3 separate regions of the Zea mays genome follow, and all the other regions are linked to region 3. A link is a contact called in public Hi-C data. All regions are on one chromosome and are shown on one strand. The core of a region is the stretch at or near the end of the contact, and the rest is flanking DNA. Distances in the headings are between cores, read along the strand shown. Region 1 holds the start of LOC103630843 (expansin-A6). Region 2 holds the start of LOC100283708 (CID11). Region 3 holds the start of LOC103628975 (NAC domain-containing protein 43).

What was found. A called contact is a pair of places that touch in the nucleus more often than the background predicts.
Region 1: a Hi-C map of ear shows a contact between it and region 3, with 2.3 times the contacts expected there. The contact joins the promoter of LOC103630843 here to the promoter of LOC103628975 in region 3. A contact is called at or near these places in 9 of 25 Hi-C or Micro-C datasets (bundle sheath, ear, leaf and 4 more) and 1 of 3 datasets of contacts at active chromatin or transcription factors (leaf).
Region 2: a contact with region 3 is called in a Hi-C map of leaf, with 3 times the contacts expected there. The contact joins the promoter of LOC100283708 here to the promoter of LOC103628975 in region 3. A contact is called at or near these places in 4 of 25 Hi-C or Micro-C datasets (ear, leaf and tassel).

The regions. Positions count from the first base shown.
Region 1 is chr6:9,430,432-9,434,020 of Zm-B73-REFERENCE-NAM-5.0, reverse strand. It overlaps LOC103630843 (expansin-A6), which reads left to right and starts at 2,284. Exons shown (of 2, transcript XM_008651895.3): 1 at 2,284-2,495; 2 at 2,617-3,589. The coding sequence starts at 2,318. The coding sequence ends at 3,272.
Region 2 is chr6:9,730,016-9,733,387 of Zm-B73-REFERENCE-NAM-5.0, reverse strand. It overlaps LOC100283708 (CID11), which reads left to right and starts at 1,608. Exons shown (of 10, transcript NM_001156607.2): 1 at 1,608-2,541; 2 at 2,648-2,782. The coding sequence starts at 2,218.
Region 3 is chr6:9,584,666-9,588,223 of Zm-B73-REFERENCE-NAM-5.0, reverse strand. It overlaps LOC103628975 (NAC domain-containing protein 43), which reads right to left and starts at 2,050. Exons shown (of 3, transcript XM_008650171.1): 1 at 1,498-2,050; 2 at 810-1,123; 3 at 1-393. The coding sequence starts at 1,669.

The DNA.
Region 1 (3,589 bases), core at 1,035-3,534, 150 kb after region 3:
GTAACAGTAGTAGTGATATGAGCGTCAATCGTCAGCAGCTACGAATAGTGTAAAAGGTGTGCGCGCTGTGTGCTCGTACAGTAGCTAGCGTGATTAGTTGATTTGGTGGCATATATGCATGTGTGCTGGACGATTATTCAGGTGCCTTATGCAATTATATTTGTCTCTTGCTTGATAATGAGCAAGCTAGCTTCGTTTCTCTAGAAAAACATGCATGCAGCAGTCCAAGTAGAAGTTAAAGTGCGACTGAATAATTAACCTAGCTAGCTAAGCGGATTAGCTCAAGGCTTCTTGCTCTCTCTTTTTTGTACAAATTCAATTTTCAGGATTCACTGAAAGAGTGTTTTTATTGGGGATTGTTTTTACTATGCGTATGAGTTGCACAGCTGCAGAAGCAGAACCGTGTTTGTTTCGCTGGTTTAGTTCGTCAGGTGATTTGTTGGGCTTTTCCGCCTCCCAGGGTTTAAAATCCGCTTCACTGGGCTTCCATTTACGATTTGGCCCATCTATCTGTTACTCTTAGGCCCATAATGCCTTTTCTCTTGTGCTTGGGCTATCCGATTCTTATGACAGTGGACTTTCGCATAATTAATTTATGAAACTTAAATTCAATTTATCGTTTGCATTGTATGAGATTATATATTAATTTTGTTCTATTACTTTTATTAAGGTTTGGCATTTACTTACATTTAGTAACTGCTAATAAAATTTTGACCAACTACTTAAAAGCAATGTTCAGCTTTAACCCCTGTTATTGATTAGCCTTACACATCACACGAACTCCCACCTTAGGTGAGTTCATGCCACTAGTTCCCCACAACTTGTTGAGCTATGATCATATGTGAGCTCACACTTGCTGTCTCACACCCCCACAGGAGAAGAACAGGTGGTTCAGGAGGAGCCACAAAGCGAGGAGTTTGATCTGATCTAGGTGGTGATTCCCAGTTGACTTGCGCGAAGGATGATCCTTAGTTCGTTTTAGATTTTATCTTTTATTTTGTAATAAGACTTCCGCTATGTAATAAATACGCTGATGTTATTGTGACATTTATCTCTATACACTCTGTTATTATATATGTTTTGTCTTCTTGACGCATGTATGAGATGCACCCGGCTTTGTTCGTTAAAGCCCGGGTGTGACATGTAGAAATTCAATTTTCATGATTCACTGAAATGGTGTTTTTATTGGGGATTGTTTTTACTATGCGTATGAGTTGCACAGCTGCAGAAGCAACCGTGTCCGTGTTTGTTTCGCTGGTTTTAGTTCGTCAGATGATTTGTTGGGTTTCCCGCCTTCCCAGGGTTTATCTGCCTCACTGGGCTTCCATTTATGAATTGGCCCATCTAGCTGTTACTCTTCGGCCCATAACATTTTATTCTCTTGTGCTTGGGCTATCCGATTCTTATGACAGTGGATGTAAAAGTGGCTTCGGCTTCGCTTCGAGGGCCATACTTTATCGTACTGGGCCTCTTGCTTCTGTTTATCGTTTCGGTTTCTTTTGTTTTTTTTAGCATGAGACAGTGGCGTCGGAACACGTCTGGTCTGGTGCTTGACTTCCATGTATCTTACCACTGCTAACCATAGGCACCACGTTAGTTCTCATCAGAATAATATATGTTATTACAAAAAAACAATACTCATAAAGTATGAGACACATTTTTTTTCTAAAATTACAAATATCTGCAACTACAAAATAGAATAACAACTGTGTTGTATATATCTGACCATGCACATACGGGACATTATTAAACTCGTCGGGTTGCGTTATCCGGATCCGTAAACTTTTAAAGTATGTCTCTTAAAGCCTTCAATCCCTGGTTTGTATAAAATAAACAAAGAAATAGCATAACGTCTATAACACTATGAAACTTTTTACATCCGTAAACTTTTTATGACCTGCATATGCGTATAGGCACCATTATTGAAGAATAATATACTGTTGCCCATAGAAATCTCCAGCAACAAATACTTTCCAAACTGAAATTTAATTATAGACAGCCATTAATGCCAAATCTTCCCCCGGCCGGTTTGGCAATTAGCGAATTCGAAAATCTTGCTACTTATTAATTGCAGTATATTTCGTCGTTAACACAGAGTCCAATTTTTTTTCCTAGTAAAAGGACGACCGCCATTGGCTGCAGCTCGCATGCTCTCTCCCTCTCTCTCTATCTCTCTCTAAAGATACATAGATAGCTGCTGCCTCGTCGCTCTGGTAATCCCAATCCCAACCATGCATATATAGCACACGCGCGGCTGCACGCTACACACCCACCAGTCCAGAACCTAATAAACTAGCTTGTTACGTCAGTGGCTCACATGGACACTAGTGCGTCGTCGTCGTCGTCGCCGCCGCCGTCTAGCTTTGCGGCGGCGGTGGCGGCGCTGCTGCTGCTGCTGCTTCTTCCGGCGCTGTCGTCGGGCGGCGACGACTGGCAGCAGTGGCAGGACGCGCACGCCACGTTCTACGGCGACGAAACCGGAGCAGAGACCATGCGTAAGGCTCCATCTGCTGCATTTATACAAATATGCAATCTCTCTTCCCATCTCTGTTGCTGGTCACGCCTCATCTCATCACGTCCAGCTGGCATATTGCATGCATGCATGCACGCATGCAGAGGGCGCGTGCGGCTACGGCGACCTGTTCCAGCAGGGGTACGGGCTGGAGACGACGGCGCTGAGCGTGGCGCTCTTCAACGAGGGCTGGTCCTGCGGCGGCTGCTACGAGGTGCGTTGCCAGGGCAGCGCGTACTGCGCTTCGGGATCGGCGGTGACGGTGACGGCGACCAACCTGTGCCCCGCCAACTACTCCAAGCCGAGCGGGAACTGGTGCAACCCGCCGCAGCGGCACTTCGACCTGTCCAAGCCCATGTTCCTGCGCCTGGTCACCGACTTCCGCGTGGGCATCGTGCCCGTGCGGTACCGCCGCGTGGCGTGCGGCGGCCGGCGCGGCGGCGTGCGGTTCGAGATGCGGGGCAACCGGTGGTGGGTGGCCGTGCTGGTGTTCAACGTCGCGGGGGCCGGGGAAGTCAGGGCCGTCGCCGCCCGCCGGGACGACGACGACAGCGGCGGCGCGCGGCAGGGGCAGTACTACTGGGCCGACATGGCCCGCAGCTGGGGCCAGGTGTGGACGACCGGGGACGGCAGCTGGAGCGTCGGCCAGGGCCTGTCGTTCCGCGTCGTCGCCGGCGACGGCCGCGCCCTCGTAATCGATGGCGCCGTCCCTCCCGGCTGGGCCTTCGGCCAGAGCTTCGAGGGCAAGGGCCAGTTCTGATTCGTTTCTGGCAGAACCGGCCGGCCGGGAAGAATACACAGCATCCCAGGTTATGCATGGAGGTCGCACACGTACGCGCCGCGCGCTACAGCTACTGCCCCATAACTCCATGTCTCCATGCATGCCGTTGCTAACTGCTGAGTTCCTTCGACCATGCATGCCATTGCCATTGTTGTTGTTTCGGTACGTTCAGAGCTCACAGGCGCTGACAAATCGCGAAAGGATCTGTCCGACGATCGAGCGGCGTAAATGACGGCCCGATTATTCGCCAAATTGATACGCAAGCGTGTGACCGACCTGTGATCTCGATCGATGGA
Region 2 (3,372 bases), core at 359-2,858, 150 kb before region 3:
AGTTGTGAACTCTTTGTGCTTCATTTTGAGCTCAAGTCTTAGCTTGTGTGCGTGTGTGTGCTGCGGCTTTATGTGTGTTGCTCCCAACCTTACTCTTGTGCTTTCATTGAGATCTTTGTTGTAAGGGCGAGAGACTCCAACTTGTGGAGATTCCTCGCAAACGGGAAAAAGAGATAAAAAAGAAAAGCGGTGGTATTCAAGTTGATCATTGAATCACTTGAAAGGGGTTGAGTGCAACTCTCATCCATTGGAACGCCACAACGTGAAAGTAGGCAAGTACTACTTGGCCGAACCACGGGATAAAAATCACGTGTCTCTTGTGTGCTTTCTATTTGATTATCTGTGTTCACAAGAACTAACTTCAAGCTACTTAACCGTTCTAACTTTCATAATCAAGTTTTGTAGCTATTAGTTTTTGATTTTTACAGGATCACCTATTCACCCTCCTCTAGGTGCTCTCAATGCCACATTGACATTGCTAAGGAAGGATTCCATCGACAGCATAACTGCCCGCAGGCACATACTAGGAAGCAAAGTAGTAGTGCTACGTGTGGGACCCTGATAAGACGACGAGTTGACAAGGAGACAAGGTGGTGCTTGCAGTGGGCGGGTTAGGTCACTCACTAAACGACCACTCGATGATTGAAGGAGTGAGTAAGCCGCGAGTGAGCTAGTGCTAGTGGATGGAATCAAACGAGTCAAGTGGGAGTGAACTGAGCAGTGGAGTGTGGAGAAAAAGTTAGATCAAAACATGCTTTTCGTTAGATTTAGTTCCTGTTTATTTTAATTTAGGTATAAGAGGTTATAAAGCTGAGGTGTGGCCATAACCCATCGCTTGTGTCCGTCCTGAGCTCATACCAAAGTTTGGTTGACCTCTTTCAGAGACTATGTGAGACAACCATCATCTTCCAATACACAGAATGACAGTAAACATGGAATGTGACATAAGCTAAACTTGAGCGAGGAGAACCAAACACCTCCTTCGTGACTTCTGTATGCGATCTTGGATTTGAACCACCGATGGGACCTACCAAGCTATAAGCCTATAACCTTTGTTGGATTGACAATATATTCCATGATTGATCCTCAGAGGAAGGCCATTACGTTTACATTTAGCTGCCAGGCATATAGATGTACGAAGATAAAGCCGTTCTTTCTGCTATTTCAGCACTACTACTTGCTCTTCTGTATTCGTAGGCAGGGTTCAGCGCAGCAACCGAAAGCAGAAACCTGCCACTGCCTCGGCGATCCTTTGGGTCCGGGGAACACGACGCGGGAGAGCGTCATCTGGCTTTTGGGCCGCCGGGATGAAGGCGTGCGGGCCAGGCCAGGCCAACCAGCCAACAAACTGTGCCGATGGATAGAAAGGAATGGAGCCCGTCAGACTACTAGACTTGGCCGAAGCAGAACGCAACAACCTTCCTCGTCGTCTTTTTATTTCGTGCAAAGACCCTTGTGGTATCTCGTTTTCGCAACGGACGCCCCGCTGCGCTGCGTTTTCTGATACACCACACCGCACCACTTTTTTTTTTTTTCGGAAGGCGTTGTGCGACATGGAGGAGAGGGGCTTTTGGCTAAAGAGCCAGCAGGGCGCCGGGGGCGGCCGGCGAAGCAGCAGAAGGGAACAGGCGCACCACGGGACTGGGAGAGAGAGAGAGAGAGAGAGAGAGAAAGAAAAAAAAAGCAGCAGGCACCAGTGCATCGCCACCGTACCGGAGGGGGCAGCGCCCAAAAAAGGCAAACGGGAGGGTGGGCGAGCCTGCTCTTCCTGTCTGGGAGAGAGACCGAAGAAGAGGAGAGAGAGGCGCAGCGCAGCGCAGCGCAGGCGCGCATCTCCCCCCTCCCCTTGCCGGCTGGCCCCTGCTGCAGCTCTGCTCCGGTCGGCTCTGCCCCCCCGCTCTGCTGACTGCTCTGCCGCTGCTGCTGTCGCAGGCGCGCCACCAACCCGCCGATGCGCGCGTAGCGGCGTAGGTACCATCATCATCCATCCCCGCGACGACCCACCACCCACCCCTGCAGTCTGCAGCATCCCCTTCCCCACTCCCGGCTGGTCTGCTGCGGCCACCCCTGCGCCGATCCACCTCCGCTGCTTCCTGCCTCAATATATTCGCCCGCCTCGTCGCGTCCGACCCCGCCACAGAAGGCCTTCCAGAACCCTCCGACCCCTCACCTCCGCCCCGCTCCACTCTCCTCCTCCTCCCGGGCCGGCCGACTCCGATGGCCGTCGTCGAGGCCGCCGCCGCCGACCACGCCGCGCCGCCGCTCCAGGAGGAGGCACCGGGCGCGGGCGCGGGCGCTGGCGCCGACGCCGGGGAGCGCGAGATGCGGGATCTGGAGGACCTGCTCTCCAAGCTCAACCCCATGGCCGAGGAGTTCGTCCCGCCGTCCCTCGCCTCCCCCGCCGCCCTCACGCCCGCGCCGCTCTCCCCCGCCGCCTACGGCTTCTACCCGGCCGGCGCCGGCTTCGCGGTCGCCTCGCCGGGCCACGGCGGCGTCGTCGGCTTCCCGGCCGTCGCGGACGCCCACGCCGCACGAGGCAGGGTACGGACGCTCCTTCAGATTTTGGCCTGCCCCCCTCCCCCCTGCGGTCCTGCTCGCGTCGGTTCCGTTTCCGATGTCTCCCAGCTGATGATCCGCTCCGCTGCAGAAGAAGGGCGGAGCCGGAGGAGGGTTCAGCGGCCACGGTCACCCCGCCAGGAGGCGGACCAACAGCCGCACCAGCATGGCGCAGCGCGACGAGATCATCCGCCGCACCGTCTACGTCTCCGACATCGATCACCAGGTCCCCGATCCATTTCCTCCTCCCCCCCCGTGTCGTGTCGTGTCTAGTCTAGTCGAGCCAGTTGGGAATTTTCCCTCTCCCGCTAGCAGCCTACCTACCGATACCGATCGATTGACCGATCTCTGATGCCAATTTGTTATTTTCTTTCTCGTCGCACTAGCCGTGACGATTAATTCCGGGTTCTGTCCGTGCGTGCTCCTGGGCAACAGGATGAGATCACGAGAGCGGATGATGTTTTGTCATGAGCGTGATGGCTCGGGGAGCACAGGTTGGGGTGTGGCATACGCCACCACGCACGCAGTAGGCAGTACTAGAGGCATGGGCGTTGCCGCCCCCCGAGTATGAGCCATCCTTTTTGGCCGCTGCTTTGGTAGATTTTGATGCCACTTTGTGCTAGTTTATCTTGCTGCTGCTTGGCTATTTGTTCCGTGCGGAATCTGGAAAGCTGTGTGCTCTGTTCTGTTTTGCCTTTTGTGTGCTTGGCTGCCTGTGCTGCAGCGAGCCTTTAGTATTGTTCTTCTCTGGTGATGTGGTTCATCTTTCTTGGGTTCACCTGCCATGTGCTTCTGTCCGCTGCAGTGTGGCATCTC
Region 3 (3,558 bases), core at 801-3,300:
GGGAAGCTTCATGAACGCGTGCCCGCCCAGAACGGTCTCGATGGGCCGGAGGTACCTGGACGCCGCCGCCCGTCCCGGCGGCGCCGGCGCCGGCGACACCAGCTCGTGCTCCTGCTTGCACGACCTGCCCATGTACTGCAGGATCTGGTCCAGCGCCTCGTCGCTGGAGGAGTACTGCAGGCCTCCATGGTGCTGGTGCTGGTGCGCCGCAGCCGCAGCCGCAGCCGATGCCTTGCCGGCGCCGCCGTGCCCATGCTCGCTGTTACTGCTGCCGTGCTTGTTGCCCCCGCCCCCACCTGACTCCTTGTGGTGGTGCTTCTTCTTGAACACCCTGCACACCACCCAGCCGTCCTCCTGCCCGCCGTCCGACGACGCGGCGGCAGCAGCAGCAGCCTGTCCACCGCGACATCGCCGCCGACGACAAGTCGACAAGAAGCAGATTAAAAAAAAACAGTGCAGCAGTGTTAATTATTGCTACCTTTTGGGGCACATGAGGCACATGGCAAAGTTTAATAATTATTACTACGTCCGTCCCTCCCTCCTTCCCCTAGCTAGCTAGTAGCTAGCGCCTACTGCTCTCTCTCTCCTCCTCATCAATCAATCAAAACAAGAGAGCGGAAAAAAATACGGCCGGAGCCTTGAGCCTGGAGCTGGATCAAATCAAGGCGGGTCGCCGTACTCGCATGATTGCACCACCACCGCCATATAATTGTTTCTTATCTTACGGCAGGCAATTATTAATGGTGGCGTACGTGAACTGGTGGTGCAGAGAAGAGATTAACGGCGATCAGGGTCGTTGCTTTGCTTACCGTGGCGGCTGCGTCGTCGTTGGCCACGGCATCACCGGATCCAGCAGCAGCAGCAGCAGCGGGGTCGTCGAGGCGGTACTCGTGCATGATCCAGTCGGACTTCTGGCCGTGCGGCGCGCGGCCCTTGTAGAAGACGAGCGTCTTGCGCATGCCGATGCGCTTGACGGCGTTGTAGATGGCCTTGTCGCGGCCGGTGGCCTTCCAGAACCCGGCGGCCGTGGCGCGGTTGGTGCGCGTCCCCGTCGGGTACTTCTTGTCCTTGTGGCTGAAGAAGTACCAGTCGTTCTGGGGACCCGACCCGATCTTGCATTTCTCTGCGCGCGATTTCCATGCATGGAATGGAGCTAGCGGCTTTAGTAGTAGTAGCAGTTGTTAGCCAGTAGTTAGCGCGCGATGAATTCGATCGCGTTTGATTGTTTGCTAGCTAGTTTTGTCGATCAACGAACATAAGCTATACATGCTGCTGTACGAACGAGAGTACTTGCTTGGTAGCTAGCTAAGGCAGTTGCATTCACAACAAGGTCTGTTCATGTTCATGTCCGTGCTCTCATGGTCGTGCACCAGCTCCGATCCGATCTGATCCACGACCACGAGCTGCTCTGCTACTGCGCGCGCGCGTGCTTGAACTTGAAGTTGAAGAAGGCAGTGGTACCGGATCGGACCGGACCGGCCGTGCGTACGTACGTACCTTGGATGTCCCATGGCTCGAGCTTGTTGAGGTCGACGTCGCGGATGACGTCGAGGTCGATCTCCTGGGAGGCCACCTTCTTGCGGAGGTAGTAGTTGAGCAGCTCCTCCTCCGTGGGGTGGAAGCGGAACCCCGGCGGCACGCACGACTGCCCGTTCACCGAGATGCTCATTGATGATCCTCCTTCTCCTTCCTTGGCTTCTGCAGCTTCCTTGCCTGCCTGCTCTCCTTGCCTTTTCTCTTGTTAATTTCCTTCCCCTGCGCGGTGTGCTGGTGATATGCACAGAGGCCAGCTGCGCGTACAAGAGCAGCTCTGGCTAGCAGGACGGTGGAGGACCAGAGGCCAGAGGATGTGAGGGGAGGAAGACGATGATGAGGAAAGAGAAGAGCTAGGAGGGAAGCTGGTGGTGGCAGGGGAGGAAAGGCGCTGCACTTATATATAGTGGGGGGTTGGGGGTACTTTTGCGAGGCAAGGCCGACGACGGCAGCTAGCACACACAGGCATGGATCCGAGTGAAATTAGGGGGTGAGGGGGGAGGGGATCGCGTTCGATTCGATCGCGTCCACCATGCACCCATCATCCATGAATCATATGGCCACCATTCCATTTCCATGCTGCTGCCTCTGCCTGCTTCACTCTCTCTCTCTCTCTGTTGCTACCTACCTAGATAGCTCTGCTTGTTGTACCTGTACGTATCTGCTGCTGCTGCTGGCTGCTAGCTCTTTCTCTCTCTCTCTACACAATACAATACTGGTACGACCACATCTTCTAGTAGATAAGAGTCGTCGGTCAGTGCACTGCAGGCTAGCTAGCCCTGCTGCAGAGCTCCTAGCTGCTAGTAGCAGTGGGGGTTAGTTTTGCCACCCACTCCTGAGAGAGACGCAGGAGAGAGAGAGAGAGAGAGAGAGAGAGACAGAGGAAAGGTGCTGCACTGCATCCTTGCTAGTACGTACTACGAGCAGTAGAAATTAAGAGAGAGAAAGGGAGAGGACAAAGCCAACGGTTTTCCATTTCTCTTGCTCCATGCGTTATATTGCTCTCGTACGGACGTACCCATATATATACACGTACCTACGTACATAGTATCATATACATATGTCTGTGTATATATAAGGAATTAGTAGAATTTATATATATACACACACACACAACTTAACTATAGATATTGACACGCCTAGCCTTGGAATCTTTTGAGGATGGTGGTCTAATATTCGTGTTCTTTATATATATATATATATATATATATATCCATCCCATCTCGTCTCTATTATTTTATTTGTGTCCTCTTCTCTGGCTGCTTCATATAATAATTATAATTACTACCCCTGGCTACTATCTGCCTGCATACATAAGAAGCAGCTAGCTAGCCTGGTACAGAGCTGATCAATGCATATGTGTGGCACTAGCTTCTTCTTCTTCTCCCATATGGATGGACCAGCTGTTGGTGTCACTCGCATCAAAGTACAAATGACATATATATACAGTGCACATGCATGCACACACAAAGTAATAATATAATAAAATCTTATTAGGAAAAAAAAGATAAGCCTCCCGAAGACGGGGGAGCCTCCGCTTCGCTCGTCAATTTAGCCGTCTTCTTCAGAATTTGGATCACAAAATCGACATCATCCGCCATTAGAACTCGTCAAATATATATAATTGGTTCCTATGTTGCTTTGCTAGCTTGCTACCGTGGCCGCTGGTGTCATTTTGTCGAAGTTCATATGGTGTATGACTGAATTCTAGGTGTTCGCCGTCGAATGCCTGTGAACAATCAGCTCGCAACATGGCAGGCATGCATGCATCTAACATGATCCAATACAGTAAGATGCCCACTGCACGTGCCACCGTGCCTGCACAATCCAAGCACTTGGCAGGTTTCCCATTTCGGCGAATACATCCAACAAGTAAGTATATCCAACCAGAGCGTTAGCTTAGCTCCGATCCAGCGCTCATCAACAGCGAGCTAGCTTTGTCGTATCCGTTCCATTCCATCCATACTTAGGCCCTGTTTCAATCTCGCGAGATAAACTTTAGCAGCTTTTTTTAGCTACTTTTAG